Regions from separate parts of the Nothobranchius furzeri genome. Here region 1 is linked to region 2. A link is a contact called in public Micro-C data. All regions are on one chromosome and are shown on one strand. Each heading gives the region's core, a stretch centred on a gene start, on an enhancer-like site or on the middle of the called end of the contact. The rest is flanking DNA. Distances are from core to core; before and after follow the strand shown.

Region 1 (6,730 bases), core at 3,988-6,487, 49 kb before region 2:
AAGCAAAACACGATCAGTGTTGCTACTTCATTCCCCTGAAGTGTGCAGAATCGTTCTTTAGACTAATATGAAGCTTAATTTTTTCCATCAAACAGCCCAACTTCATGTTGAAGAAAGATGTGGGTCTGAGCTGATTAACAGAGAGATGCTGCCCTCTAGAGGCTCAGTCAGGAAAACACAGATTAGAACAGAGACCGGACAACAGTGACAAGGTATATTATATCGCTGCAGCAGAGGAATGTTTCCTGTAGAAAAGCTCTCTGGATGGAGACGGTTTCTATTTCTGCTGATAAGCACCACGGCCAGAATCACTAGAACTGAAGCGCTGCAGTAAACCAGAGTGGATGCATTTTTTTCCTTCAATAGATGTTTCCTAAAGCTGTAAGGAAGTATGGGATCTAGTCGAATCCTTGCCAGTCGCTCTGCTCGGAGTCGTATTCCAGCTCCATGCCAATGCAGCGAACTCCATTCAGCAGCATGGGAGTGCCGTGGTGGCGGTCTGGAAGAGACATCATTTCAGACAGAATGAAAAATTCCTTTTAAAGGGAAATACTGTAAGATTAATGTGGGTTTTTTCTGTCTCTTAATTTAGAAAAAGTGGAGTGGTACACTTAAGATTTACAATAAACAAATCCTCTGAAGTGAGGGGATTTGTGAGGTTTCAAAAACTTTTTAGCCAGAAGTTTAACGATTTATTCTTCATGGTGCTGCATTGCATGGCTCCTCTCAAGAAAACACACTCTTGCCATCAGTTCTCTCTCTTCGTCTACAGAAAAAGCTACAAACAACAGAAGTGGGGGCAGAGCCTAATCCACTGATCTGATAAGCACACACACGCGCACACACACACACACACATCTGGACAGATGTTCAGGCCAGGCTACACAAGTTCAAATATAAAACTAAACACTCCGCCAAACAGCCTTGAACACACACACAGCATTTACTATATTTACACAAAGGCATATGGGTACACAGACACACACCCACACACTCGTACGGCCCATTTACCTAAATCTCCATCTGTCAACATAAATAGAATCAAAAGCAGCCCGACTGAAACTGATTTAAACAACAACAAAAACAAGTGTAATTTTTGCAGGAACAAAAAGGAGAAGCTCAGTTGTATTCACACATGTTTCTCACATGTAATTAATACATTAACCATCCTATTGTTTACAAATGAACTTGTTAATCATTAGATCTAACTTTTTTTTTTGGGGGGGGGGGGGGGGTGTATATTTGGGAACTGGAGTAGTATGACTCAACCAGCAGGGTGCAGCAGTACACCAGTAAAGAGAAGAAACCAAAAAACAGGGTTCTCTTGGTTGCTAGGGTTCAGACTGATTTAAAAAGTTTTGCCTAAGTTAAAAAGAAATCATTAATACAAGCTAGCTTCATTAGTTAACCACATGGATGAAAGATTATTATAAATATTTAGATTTTGCAGATGTACCTTTACTGAGTAACAGATGTAAAATGAGCATACAGCTACCAGCTTTTCTTCAAAAACACTTAATATATTTATTATAATAAAACTATAATGGGCAATGTGACATTTTAAAATAAACAAACAAATTTTATTTATGCGATTCTGACCAATCCTTTATCTAATGCAATGAGGGATTATATTAAACTGTAATCCAAGTAAAGAAAAAAACACAAAAACATTTAAAAAATTACATTTCAGGAACTAGAAAATTTGGTTATTTAGTTAAATTAAAATTCCGGAACTGCGCTGCTCTGGGTGGCTGCATGTTGGAGTAGCTCTGTTGACTATATGTAAGTTTTGCCTTTCTCTTCTAGTTTATCAAGAAAATTTGTATTTTTTTGGACATTTTACTTTTCTGTTTCTGGTGCTCAGGCTTAGAGGATTTTCACTGCTATTTTTTCACTGTTTTCACTTTTTGAGCATTTGTTATGATGCGTAACCATGGCAACAAGCTGGTTTACAATCAGGAGCAGCTGATTAACATTGGAAAGGCTGAAATAATACCTCAACTGAAGCCACAAATCCCAAATGAGCTAAAACGCAAGAAGCATGGGTGCAGAGCGGGATCAAAATGGAGACATGGAGAAATTCAAACCATCTCTTCTATCGATCATAATGGGCAATGTGACATCACTGGCCAACAAGATGGATGAACTCCAAGCCCTTTCAAGGACTCAGCCAGAGTAACAGCAGTGCAGTGTTATGTGTTTCACAGAGACATGGCTGCAGGACCATATCCTCAATTCCAGAGTCTCTCTGCCAGGATTCCTGACGGTACGAGCAGACAGAGATCTGAAGAGGAGCGGGAAAATAAAAGGAGGTGGAGCGGCAGTGCTTGTCAACAACAGATGGTTCCATCCAGGTCATGTTTCAGTGAAATGTCATCTCTGCAGCCCAGACGTTGAACTCTTGGCAGTAAGTTGTCGCCCATATTATTTGCCAAGAGAGTTCACCAGTGTTGTCTTGGCAACCGTTTATATTCCACCTTCAGCCATTGTTGAAAGTACATGTGATGCCCTCAGTTCCGTTGTCGCTAAGCTACAAGCCCAGCACCCCAATGTATTTGTGGCTATATCTGGTGATTTCAATCATGCCTCGCTCTCTGCTACACTTCCAACATTTCAACAGTTTGTCAGCTGCTCCACCAGAGAAAACAAGACATTGGATTTGTGTTATGCAAATGTAAAGACTGCATCCATGTCCAAAACAAGACCTCCTCTGGGACAATCAGATCACAATCTTGTTTTTCTCTGCTCAGAATACAAACCACTTGTTCAGAGGCAACCTGTGACAAGAAGAACTGTGAGAAAATGGTCACAGGATGCTGAAGAAGCCCTGCAGAGTTGTTTTGAGACCACAGATTGGATGACTCTCTGCCAAGGATATGAAGGGGACATCAATGCCATGACTGGATGCGTCACTGACTATATAAACTTCTGTGTGGACACATCATACCCACCAGAACAGTGAGATGCTTCACGAATAACAAACCCTGGATCACCAGTGAACTGAAGAATCTGCTAAATGAGAAAAAAAGAGCCTTCAAGGAGGGAGACAGGGAATTATTGAAGAGTATACAAAAGAAACTGAAGATCAAGATCAAAGACAGCAAGGAGGCATACAGGAAGAAGCTGGAGAACAAACTACAGAGGAACAATATCAGAGATGTCTGGTCAGGGATGAAGAAGATCACAGGCTTCAAGCAGAGGAAGGATTGCACAGATGGCAGCCTGGACACAGCCAATGAACTGAACAAGTTCTTCAATAGGTTCAGTTCAGGAACAAACCCAGCAACCTCCTCGCCTATCCCCAGCCAATCAGACATCCCATCCTCCTCTGATTCAACATTTTCCTGTCACACGCCAGCTCTTTTGTCCTCTAACGCAATCATGGACTCTTCTGGTTCTATAAATCTGTCTTCAACCAAGTCAGGAGATGCTGCTGCCTCGGTTACCTCCCCCTCCCACCTATCTGTCTCTAGAAATCAGCGAAGAGGCAGCTGGAGAGACTGAACAGGAACAAGGCTGCAGGTCCAGATGGTGTCGGCCCCATAGTACTGAAGGCCTGTGCAGAGCAGCTCTGTGGGATTCTACAGCACCTCCTCAACCTCAGCCTGGCCCAGGAGAAGGTTCCTGTCCTGTGGAAGACATCCTGCCTTGTTCCAGTTCCAAAGAAAACTCGCCCATCTGTCAATGACGACTACAGACCGGTTGCCCTGACATCCCACATCATGAAGGTCCTGGAGAGACTCCTATTGGTCCACCTGAATAAGCAAACTAGGACATATCAGGACCCACTGCAGTTTGCTTATCGCCATGGAGCCATCATCCAGCTGCTTCAACCAATCCACTGTCATCTGGACAAAGCGGGCAGCACTGTAAGGGTCATGTTCTTTGATTTCTCCAGTGCATTTAACACAATCCAGCCTGATGAACTTTGCCAGAAACTCCAGAAGACACAGGTGGGGGGCCTCAACTATTGCCTGGATTAAAGACTACCTGACAAACAGACCAGTTTGTGAGGCTGAAGAACTGCACATCAAACCTGGCGATCAGTAACATTGGAGCACCACAGGGGACTGTACTCTCACCATTCCTTTTCACCCTGTACACCTCAGACTTCCAGTACAAATCAGAGACCTGTCATCTACAGAAATACTCATATGACTCCACAGGTGTCGGGTGTATCAGAGATGGACAGGAAGCCGAGTACAGAGAGCTGGTGGAGCGCTTTGTGGCATGGTGTGGAAACAATCATCTGACTTTGAACGTGAACAAACAAAAGGAGATGATTTTAGACTTCATAAGAACCAGGGTGGAGTCAAACACTGTTTCCATCATGGGAGAAGAAGTGGAGGTGGTTGAGGAATGCAAATACCTTGGAGTTCACCTGGACAACAGGCTGGACTGGAGAAAGAACAGCGAAGCCGTTTACAAGAAGGGACACAGCAGACTGCACTTCCTGAGGACGCTTAGGTCCTTCAATGTCTGTAGCAAGATGCCGCAGATCTTCTACAAGTCTGTTGTTGAGAGTGTAATCTCTTCGGCCATCGTCTGTTGGGGTAGCAGCATCAGAAGCAGGGACCTGAAAAGGCTCAACAGCCGAATAAAAAAGGCTGGTTCTGTTCTGGGGACGACTGTGGAACCACTGGAGGAGATAATGCAAAGAAGGATTCCCCAGAGAATCAAGAAAATGATGGACAACCCTGAGCATTCTCTTCACAAGACTGTCCGACAACGGAAGAGTGTCTTCAGTCAGAGGCTTCTTCAGTTTCGCTGCAACACTGACCGCTACTGGAGATCCTTCCTGCCAACAGCCATTGTAATATACAATAACTCTTTGATGACTTGATTATTATTATTATTCTGAGCTACTACAGCAATCAATTTCCCTCTGGGATTAATAAAGTATTTTTGAATTGAATTGAAATAACAATAAACACTTGTCATAATCCAAGTGTAAATAATAATATTAAATAACCAAAGCCTATTTAAGGCAGACTTGTGATCTCCATATTCACTCACGTCATCTATTAAACCCTTAACCGAAATATAACAATGGAAGTCTTCCTGCTTTTAGTAATGGAGCAATTCCCAAATGATTCATGGTTTTGTTCTGATTCTTATGTTGAATCACAAGTCGATGCTTGTGCAAACGTTGAATTCCCGGTTTCTCTGAGCTGTGGAAAAAAAAAGAGCCTCACCCATGACTCGAGCGTGAACGGTGACTCTGACAGAAACCTGGTCATTGGTTTCGCTCAGCAGCTTCACCTCCTCACACATGACTCCCTCCTGCAGCGCCAGGTACTCACAGGTGATCTCTAGGCCTCCTATAGACACACAGACAGGTAAGACAAAACAAAGGGACAATGAGTGAGTTTTTATTATCTGTTAGCATAAGCTGCTGTTTCTCTTTGATGTGATTCATAATAATACCAAGGAACCGGCAAGCAGAGTAAACGGTCATGACAGCTGACTCCAAAGTAAAGTCATAAATTTATCAAACATAGTAGCCCCCCCCCCACCCCCACCCCCCCACCCACACACACACAGAGTAATGTAAAGGGTGTGTCATTCAGCTGAAAGTAAAGGTCAGAGACCTTCTTCTGTTACAGGCCTGTTGCAGGTTTTACTTAGCCTAGTGAACTAGACCAAATTCTTGCTTTGCAAAGTTTAAAAAAAACTTTACAAAAATTAATAATAAAAATAATAATAAAATAATAAAAAATATATACATTTATTTAGTCTGGCTTGCCGGGCTAGGTTTTACTACCATCAGAGGATCATCCTCAGCCTGTTTTGGCAGGCTGCAATAAAACTGCAGATGCTAATCTAAGAGGGGTTTTTACCAACACTAATAGGAGGGGGGAGGGTTGTATCACCTAAAACCAATGCTTCACATTTAGGACAGACACATTTCAGTAAGTAATCCCTGATGACACAGAAGAATTTCCTAAGATGTTGCCTTTATTGTGCTATGTACTCTGAATACATCTAGCTTTTTGTGCTGAAGACATGTTGATAAAAGGATTAGTTGAAGTGGCAAAATATATAAAAGAGCATTAAGAGACAAAAGTGCGTGGGATTTCATAAACTGTCAACTCTGTCGGCAGATGTCCAAAAATCATAAAAGAATAATGACGTAAAAACCGTAGAAGATATCAAATGACAGCTTCACTCCTTCACTCAAGGGTGAATAAATGTTCGTATTTTTGGACTTTTTCCACGATGCGTTCTTCAATCTGTTCTGGGTTTGCCGCTAAATATCAGTTTACTTTTGAACTTGGCTACAGCAGTGCTGGTGATGAATGTACAGGAAGCGGCGTCCTGACCAATCACAAGCGTGCGGTCTCGGTCACTTTCGACAGATGTTTAATATTTTGGACATGTCTCCATCACCCTCTGTGAGCCTGTCAGAGAGCCCTTAATTCTTTGGTTGACACCATATTAGAAACCATGTTTCCTTCTACGAGAGCCTTCACATCGCATATGAAAAATTTTGGGGCTCAAAATGCCCCAGGAGCGCTGATAGATGACCTAACACATCCCCATAATAAAGCCCTACAATGGGAATACCTGTTTACCAGACCAGGATATGAATATGAAATAAGCGGTGTGCTGATTGGCTCATTTACCCCGATGGCTCAATGACCGCGTTAGGCTGGGAAATTAAATTGTAACAAAAGTTTAAGGAAAAAAAGATGGGAGGGGTGCCAACGATGCAGCAGTCTGGACAAGC
Region 2 (6,458 bases), core at 64-2,563:
CAGTCTCTTTTAGATGTGATCTCTAGTATTTCCCAACACACAATCATGTTAGATCATCTGGAGTTCACTATACAATAATTGTGGTTTTGATTGATTTCCATAATCAAGCATTCCAAACACAAACATTGAGAGAGGTGTCCTCTTTTAGAAACATAATCACCAAAGGTCTCACAGTGTGGATGGGTCTGACCGTGGTACCCTCCCGCCTGTCCGTGACTCCAGTTCGGACTGACCCAGTAGCTCCAGCTGGGCTCGGACGGCGTCTCTCCCCAGCTCCACATGCTGGGGTGGAAGCTGCTGGCCCGAGGTTGCTGCTGCTCCTGGGGCGTGTGGAACGAGCTTGGAGGGGGACAGCTGAAGTCTGGTGGAGGGTAGCGTTCTGGTTCGTTCATAGCTCCAGCTCCGGTGCCTTACTCAACGTTACCAGCCAGAAAACGGTAAAAGTTAGCTCAAGGTATTAGTCCACGCGCTCGTGTTTTGCCAGAGTTCACGCGTTCGTCACTTCCGTGAAAAAAGTGTGTTGCGTTTTGGATGATCGGAATTTCCTTTTCAATTTCTCAGAACTGGGATTTACAAGTTATCCGGATTACAACTGAAAATTAGATTTCCTACAAAAATATTTTAAAACAAATCTTCACACATCTGGAGTCGCCTATGTGCTTTAAAATTAGCTACATAAAATGTCATTCTTATATTACGGGAGTTTGTTCTCTTTTATTCTCTACTTGTTTGTAATTCTCCTTTTATTACATTTTGTTCTTTAAGTAACATCACGTATTGTTTAATTATATTATCTGTTTTATTGATCAGTCACTTTAATGATGGAATCATTAATAATAATATCGTTTAAAAGTGCGTAAACAGTTAGTTTGGCGTTAAGTTTTACTGTGAAAGCAACATACCGTGCTCATAACCTCTCGCGAGATTTGTTTGCGCGCATCTCTGGCGTTGCCAAATCAAATCCAGTTTGTGACATTTAATTAAAATGTATAAACTTTTTACTTTTTAACAAAATGAACATAACGATAATTTAAAAATAATAAGTAAAAAATACAATACGTGGTTTTACTATTTTGCTATGCGATCATAAAATAAAGGTGGTGGAATAAAAAGATGGAATTGAATTACATTTACTTTGTTAAAAGCTTTCAAGAACACACAAAACAACACAGTTGCATAAATTTATTATAGTTACTGTGTATGGCGTTTTAAAATACATTTATTGTTTTTAGAGTTAGCTAAAACACAAAGGAAATACTGACGTTTGGGTGATTTTGGTTCAAATTAACGGATCTGGCAACCCGGAAGTTTCCCCCTGCAGCAGCTCCTCTGCACCGCGTGCGGTTTCCGAGCCTCACCATCGCGGTGACTGACCGAGACGAAAACTGTCAGCTCTCTGAAAAGAGAGCACTTTAATAAAACAGAGCAGTTTCAAACATGCTCGTTCTATTTGAAACCGCCGCTGGATATGCGATATTCAAAGTGAGTGTTTCATTCTGTCAGTTTACCGATTGAAGTACGATATTTCGCTCGTATGTCTGTAGTTAGCCTCGATTAGCATCCTAATGTCACACATAAATTTGCCCTTAAGTAACAAGTTGGTGTTATTAGGGGAAATAAAACAACCGAGCTCTAAACGTGTCTGTGTGGGCTTGAATATGGCACCGTGTGCTTTCCTATCTCACGTGCACGTCTTCGTTTCTAAACTCAAATGCTAACATGAGTTAGCATGCTGTTAGGGGCCTGTGACCACGTGCGCTCCTGGAAGCTGGCTGAGTTTGATCTCAAACACAACAGAGAATGTAGTACACTCGCTCAATAAAAGGATAATTAATCCGGTCAGGTTATTGTAGAGTCGTTCCTTCTAAATGCACTTAAAGTGTGTTTGTGTGTTTGTGCTAGCAAAGTATCAAGAGCAATGTTGCCCATGTGGCTGTTTTTTTCGTTCAAGTCTATAAAAGACAGTTTGGCTCGGTGCAACACTTGCCATGCACAAGTTCCCTAGCTTCCAGCATACAGACGCTTTTATTGTCTGGTTGCTCAAGTTTATTTGTTTTTAGGTCCTAAATGAATCAAAGCTGCAGCAGGTGGACAGCCTGTACAAGGAGTTTGAGACTCCTGAAAAAGCCAACAAAATGTGAGTATGAACACGTCTCAGTACCCTCAGCTCAACACCTCACTCTGGGGGCTTACATCTGTTTTTCCTCCATCAGTGTGAAACTGAAACACTTTGAGAAGTTTCAGGACACGACGGAGGCACTGGCAGGTAAAAACACTCTGTTGTGTCTATGTTGGTGGTCTGTGATGGATTTCAGTGTCTGATAAAAGCATGAGGTTATCCACAGCAATCGTCACTACCACTGAGACCACCCTGTCCCTTCAGCCAGTAGATAAGAGAAGATGTCCAGGATAGGAGCAGGGATTATTAAAGTGTGCTTATCTAGGTTTAATCAGTTGTTTCTGACCTCTGCTGTGAAGCTGCCACCGCTCTGGTTGAGGGAAAAATCAGCAAAAGTTTGAAGAAGATCCTGAAGAAAGTCGTGGCCAAGGAGGCTCATGAGGAGCTAGCCATCAGCGATGCTAAACTGGGTGGAGTTATTAAAGTGAGTTTCATCCTTCTGCAGACGTCAGAAGATCTGTCTGTTAAAGATTTTCTGATCAAGTTTGTGTTCTTAGGACAAGCTGGACCTGAACTGCGTCTACAGCCCCGCAGTAGCCGAGCTGATGAGATGCATCAGGAGCCAGATGGAGAGTCTGATCTCTGGACTTCCTCCCAGAGAGATGAGCGCCATGTCTCTGGGCTTGGCTCACAGGTCAGGGTCACCCCGGGGTTATACTACAGCTGCTGCTGCTGCCTGTGATTACACATTGCTGTCTGAGATCCTCATGTAGATGTTCCCATCAGCATTCGTCACTACCACTGAGGCTGCCCCTGTGCTCCTGTTTATCGCCTGGTCTGTTGTTTATCAGCTAACACCCTCTCCTGTTGCAGTTTGTCCCGCTACAAGCTGAAGTTCAGCCCGGACAAAGTGGACACGATGATCGTTCAGGCCATTTGTGAGTGTTTCGCTGATGAAGCATCGTGTTGTTTTCATACAATATTAGTGATAATGACCCCTGAATGCAGCATTAGCTGGTTAGGGTTAGACATTAGCGGGCTAAATCTACAGAAACCTGTAGAAAGTAACTATTTTATTTCAGAAATTTCTTTTTTTTAGGATTTGATTGAATGTTCTCCCCTGTGAGGTGGATTAGTAATATTTCAGCCATTCTATAAAAAATCTGAATTTAAGAAATATCAAACTGTCAGTTCAGCCGAATGTTCATTTATTTTAAATAGAAAGATTTAAGTTAGTCAGATGATTAATATATAAATATTTATGAAGAAATTTAGTCTTTTGTCAGGATTTAACATAATGTCAGAGCACCCTTGATAATAATGGTTATTGATCTTATAAATATTATAAGAGGAAACTAAACTGACGTGATAAAAGCTTAAATCAGAAGTTCCTGGATACTTGGTTAGGCTGAACCTCACCTCCAGTGACCCCACAGAAGAAGCTAGTAGCAGCATCGCCGGGCCGTGTGGGTTCAGACATCTTGAAAAATTGAGGAAAGCCCAGTTTGTGTCCCTGGTGTCCTTTTCTGTGATCCTGGCTGTCTTTGTCCACAATAACCGGAGCTTGGGTGTTTTTGTCCTCAGCCCTCCTGGACGACCTGGACAAGGAGCTTAATAACTACATCATGCGCTGCAGAGAGTGGTACGGCTGGCACTTCCCCGAGCTGGGGAAGGTCGTCACGGACAACCTAGCTTACTGCAAAACCGTCCTCAAAGTCGGTAAGGTTCGTTGTTTAAGTAACACCTGGGCTGATGTGAAAAAGAGACGACAGCTTTTGTTTTAATTATCAAAACCCATAAAGGAAGGGCAATTATTTACCTTTTTACTATGAAGTGTCTTACTGATTGGACGGTCGTCTTGTCCGCCCCAGGTGATCGTACAAACGTGTCCAGCACCGATCTGTCAGAAATCCTCCCTGAGGAGATCGAGGCTGAGGTGAAGCTAGCTGCTGAGATCTCCATGGGAACAGAAGTATCCGAACAGGACATCGACAACATCCGGCACCTGTGTGATCAGGTACAGCTTTGTCGGGGTAAAGGTCAAAGGGCATCAGGGGTCATGGTGTCTGTGGTGATGATGAGGACATCTGTCTTTATCCTGAAAACTTGGTGTGGGTTTCTAGTCACTACCTCTTCTGAACAGTCACATGACTTCCTCTTTGGGGGGGGCGGTTCCCTTCTGCTGGATCTGAGGTGTTTTGTGTTTTTCTACAGGTGATTGAGATTTCAGAGTACCGCGCTCAACTCTATGACTACTTGAAAAACAGGATGATGGCAATCGCCCCCAACCTGACGGTGATGGTAGGAGAGCTGGTGGGGGCTCGGCTCATCTCACATGCCGGTACGTATCAGACAACGGCACCAAGGCACCACTGAGCTGTGATGATGAAGACTTTACGTCACTGTCCTGAGTCAGGCTGATGGTTTTAAGTCACTACCTCATCTGAGCTGTCATTAGGGGGTCGTGTGCGTGTGTGTGCGTGTTTGTGTGTGTGCGCGTCTCTGACTTTTTGTATTTCCTTTAGGGTCACTCCTGAATCTGGCTAAGCACCCGGCCTCCACGGTCCAGATCCTCGGAGCAGAGAAGGCTCTGTTCAGAGCGCTGAACACCCGTAAGGACACACCCAAGTACGGTCTGATTTACCACGCCTCCTTAGTGGGTCAGACCACGGCCAAGAACAAAGGAAAGGTCGGTTCAGGATGAGAGGACAACGACGACATGACAAAAGAGTCAACTTTAAACTAATATGGTGGTTCCTGCAGATTTCCAGAATGTTAGCAGCTAAAGCGGCGCTAGCTATTCGCTATGACGCTCTAGGAGAAGACACCAACGCAGAAATGGGAGCAGAGAACCGAGCCAAGCTGGAGGCTCGGCTGCGCCACCTAGAGGATAAAGGAGTGAGTACAATATAAACAACAGGAGCTCTGCTTTAGGCTCGCCGGTTAGGATGGCAAGAAGATCGATGTCAGCTATGATTATTTATGTTTCATACCAGCCAATCACAGGTTGTAAAGAATTACGCCGCAGTTTTATCACCAAGCACAGGACATTACTTGTTTGTCAGCGAAGGCAGACTTTTTTTTTACCATCAAACCTGTTTAGTATAGGAAACAAATTTATAATAAAATTCAGACACCAAATAGTTAAACTCAACCTGACTGGTCATCACGACGTAAACAACGGCAAGAGTTTACAAAGCAGAATGTGCCCACATAACTACGTTTACATACAGTTTTTGTAATTAACTGGAGTCAAAATTAGAAACGTTACTAAAAGCACAGCCTCTGAACACAACTCTATATCTGGGACATTAATTCATTCACAGCAGGAGGAAACCAAACAGCCGATGAAAGAATAATTTAAAAGAAATGTTTACAAGACATTAATCTTCTAACTCTCAGTGAAAGAACGTAAAATCAGCTGTTTTCTCCCTGTGTTTATAGTGACTACAGGTCTAGATGTAAAAATAAATCTAAAATGTGATGTTTTGTTCTTCTGAGATGTAAACTTTATACTTGTTTATGTTTTATTGTTATTAAAATTTCTGTCTGTAAATTTAAAAATGTTTGTTTTAATGTGAACGAAGGCCTACTGATCTAAATAAGTGTTAAAATGCACCCTCCTGATTGGCTCTTTTTCAACATCCTGTTTGAATCCTGCCCTCTGGTGGAGGATATAAGAACTGCACCTTTAGGAAAATTCTGTTTTACTATCAAAAAACTTTACTGTTGTTGTTATCCAACAAACTGTTAAAAATACATTATTCTATTATTAAGTAAAACGCTTTAAATTATTTTATTTTAAAAAAACAGTTCAAACACATTTTCTCCTGCCCAGATTTTAGATCAGGTGTCATCTTGATGCTAATGTATAATCCTCCGTTTCAGATCAGGAGAATCAGTGGAACGGGCAAAGCGATGGCCAGGGCAGATAAATATCAGCATAAGAGGTGAAGAGTCGCTCCTGTCTGCTTTATAAAGATGCTGCTTTTAACCACAGCAGCAATGAAGGCATTAATCTGGCTTTTATTCCTGTTTCTCCCAGTGAAGTGAGGATTTATGACCCCTCTGGGGACTCGACCATCCCGTCCACCTCCAAGAAGAGGAAGATTGAGGAGGTAGAGGAGGAGACCCCGGAGCCCGTAACACCAGTGGTTAAAGCCAAAAAAATCAGAAAGGAGCCAGAAACAGAAGGTGAGTCAGTTACTGGATCACCTCCACTTCCTGTTGGGAGTCGTAATACTCAGCCCGTCTGTTTTTGTTTGAAAAGAAACTGAAACGGCAGCAGAAGCCGCAGAGCCACCCAAGAAAAAGAAGAAGAAGAAAGACAAAAGTGCAG

The links. A called contact is a pair of places that touch in the nucleus more often than the background predicts.
Region 1: a Micro-C map of tail fin shows a contact between it and region 2, with 4 times the contacts expected there. The contact joins the enhancer-like site here to the promoter of nop58 in region 2. A contact is called at or near these places in 2 of 2 Hi-C or Micro-C datasets (skeletal muscle and tail fin).

Annotation. Positions count from the first base shown.
Region 1 is chr2:74,336,903-74,343,632 of NfurGRZ-RIMD1, reverse strand. adissp (adipose secreted signaling protein) reads right to left here. Exons shown (of 6, transcript XM_054747512.2): 5 at 5,196-5,321; 6 at 175-499. The coding sequence ends at 399. Among protein-coding and RNA genes, the nearest start is that of trnan-guu, 5.5 kb to the right of the region's middle. Within about 2 kb of position 5,237, at least 1 of the 3 cell types and tissues checked has an H3K27ac peak or open chromatin away from gene starts, as enhancers often do. A contact at or near this core is called in tail fin, where this site is marked.
Region 2 is chr2:74,283,821-74,290,278 of NfurGRZ-RIMD1, reverse strand. nop58 (NOP58 ribonucleoprotein homolog (yeast)) reads left to right here and starts at 1,313. Exons shown (of 16, transcript XM_015946469.3): 1 at 1,313-1,482; 2 at 2,061-2,137; 3 at 2,214-2,266; 4 at 2,479-2,603; 5 at 2,677-2,813; 6 at 2,993-3,057; 7 at 3,704-3,838; 8 at 3,991-4,136; 9 at 4,334-4,460; 10 at 4,645-4,808; 11 at 4,883-5,017; 12 at 6,008-6,069; 13 at 6,165-6,313; 14 at 6,390-6,458. The coding sequence starts at 1,438. nufip1 (nuclear FMR1 interacting protein 1) reads right to left here and starts at 617. Exons shown (of 10, transcript XM_015946468.3): 1 at 173-617. The coding sequence starts at 392. LOC129165748 (small nucleolar RNA SNORD11B) reads left to right here and starts at 4,493; the gene lies at 4,493-4,573. LOC129165746 (small nucleolar RNA SNORD11B) reads left to right here and starts at 4,183; the gene lies at 4,183-4,265.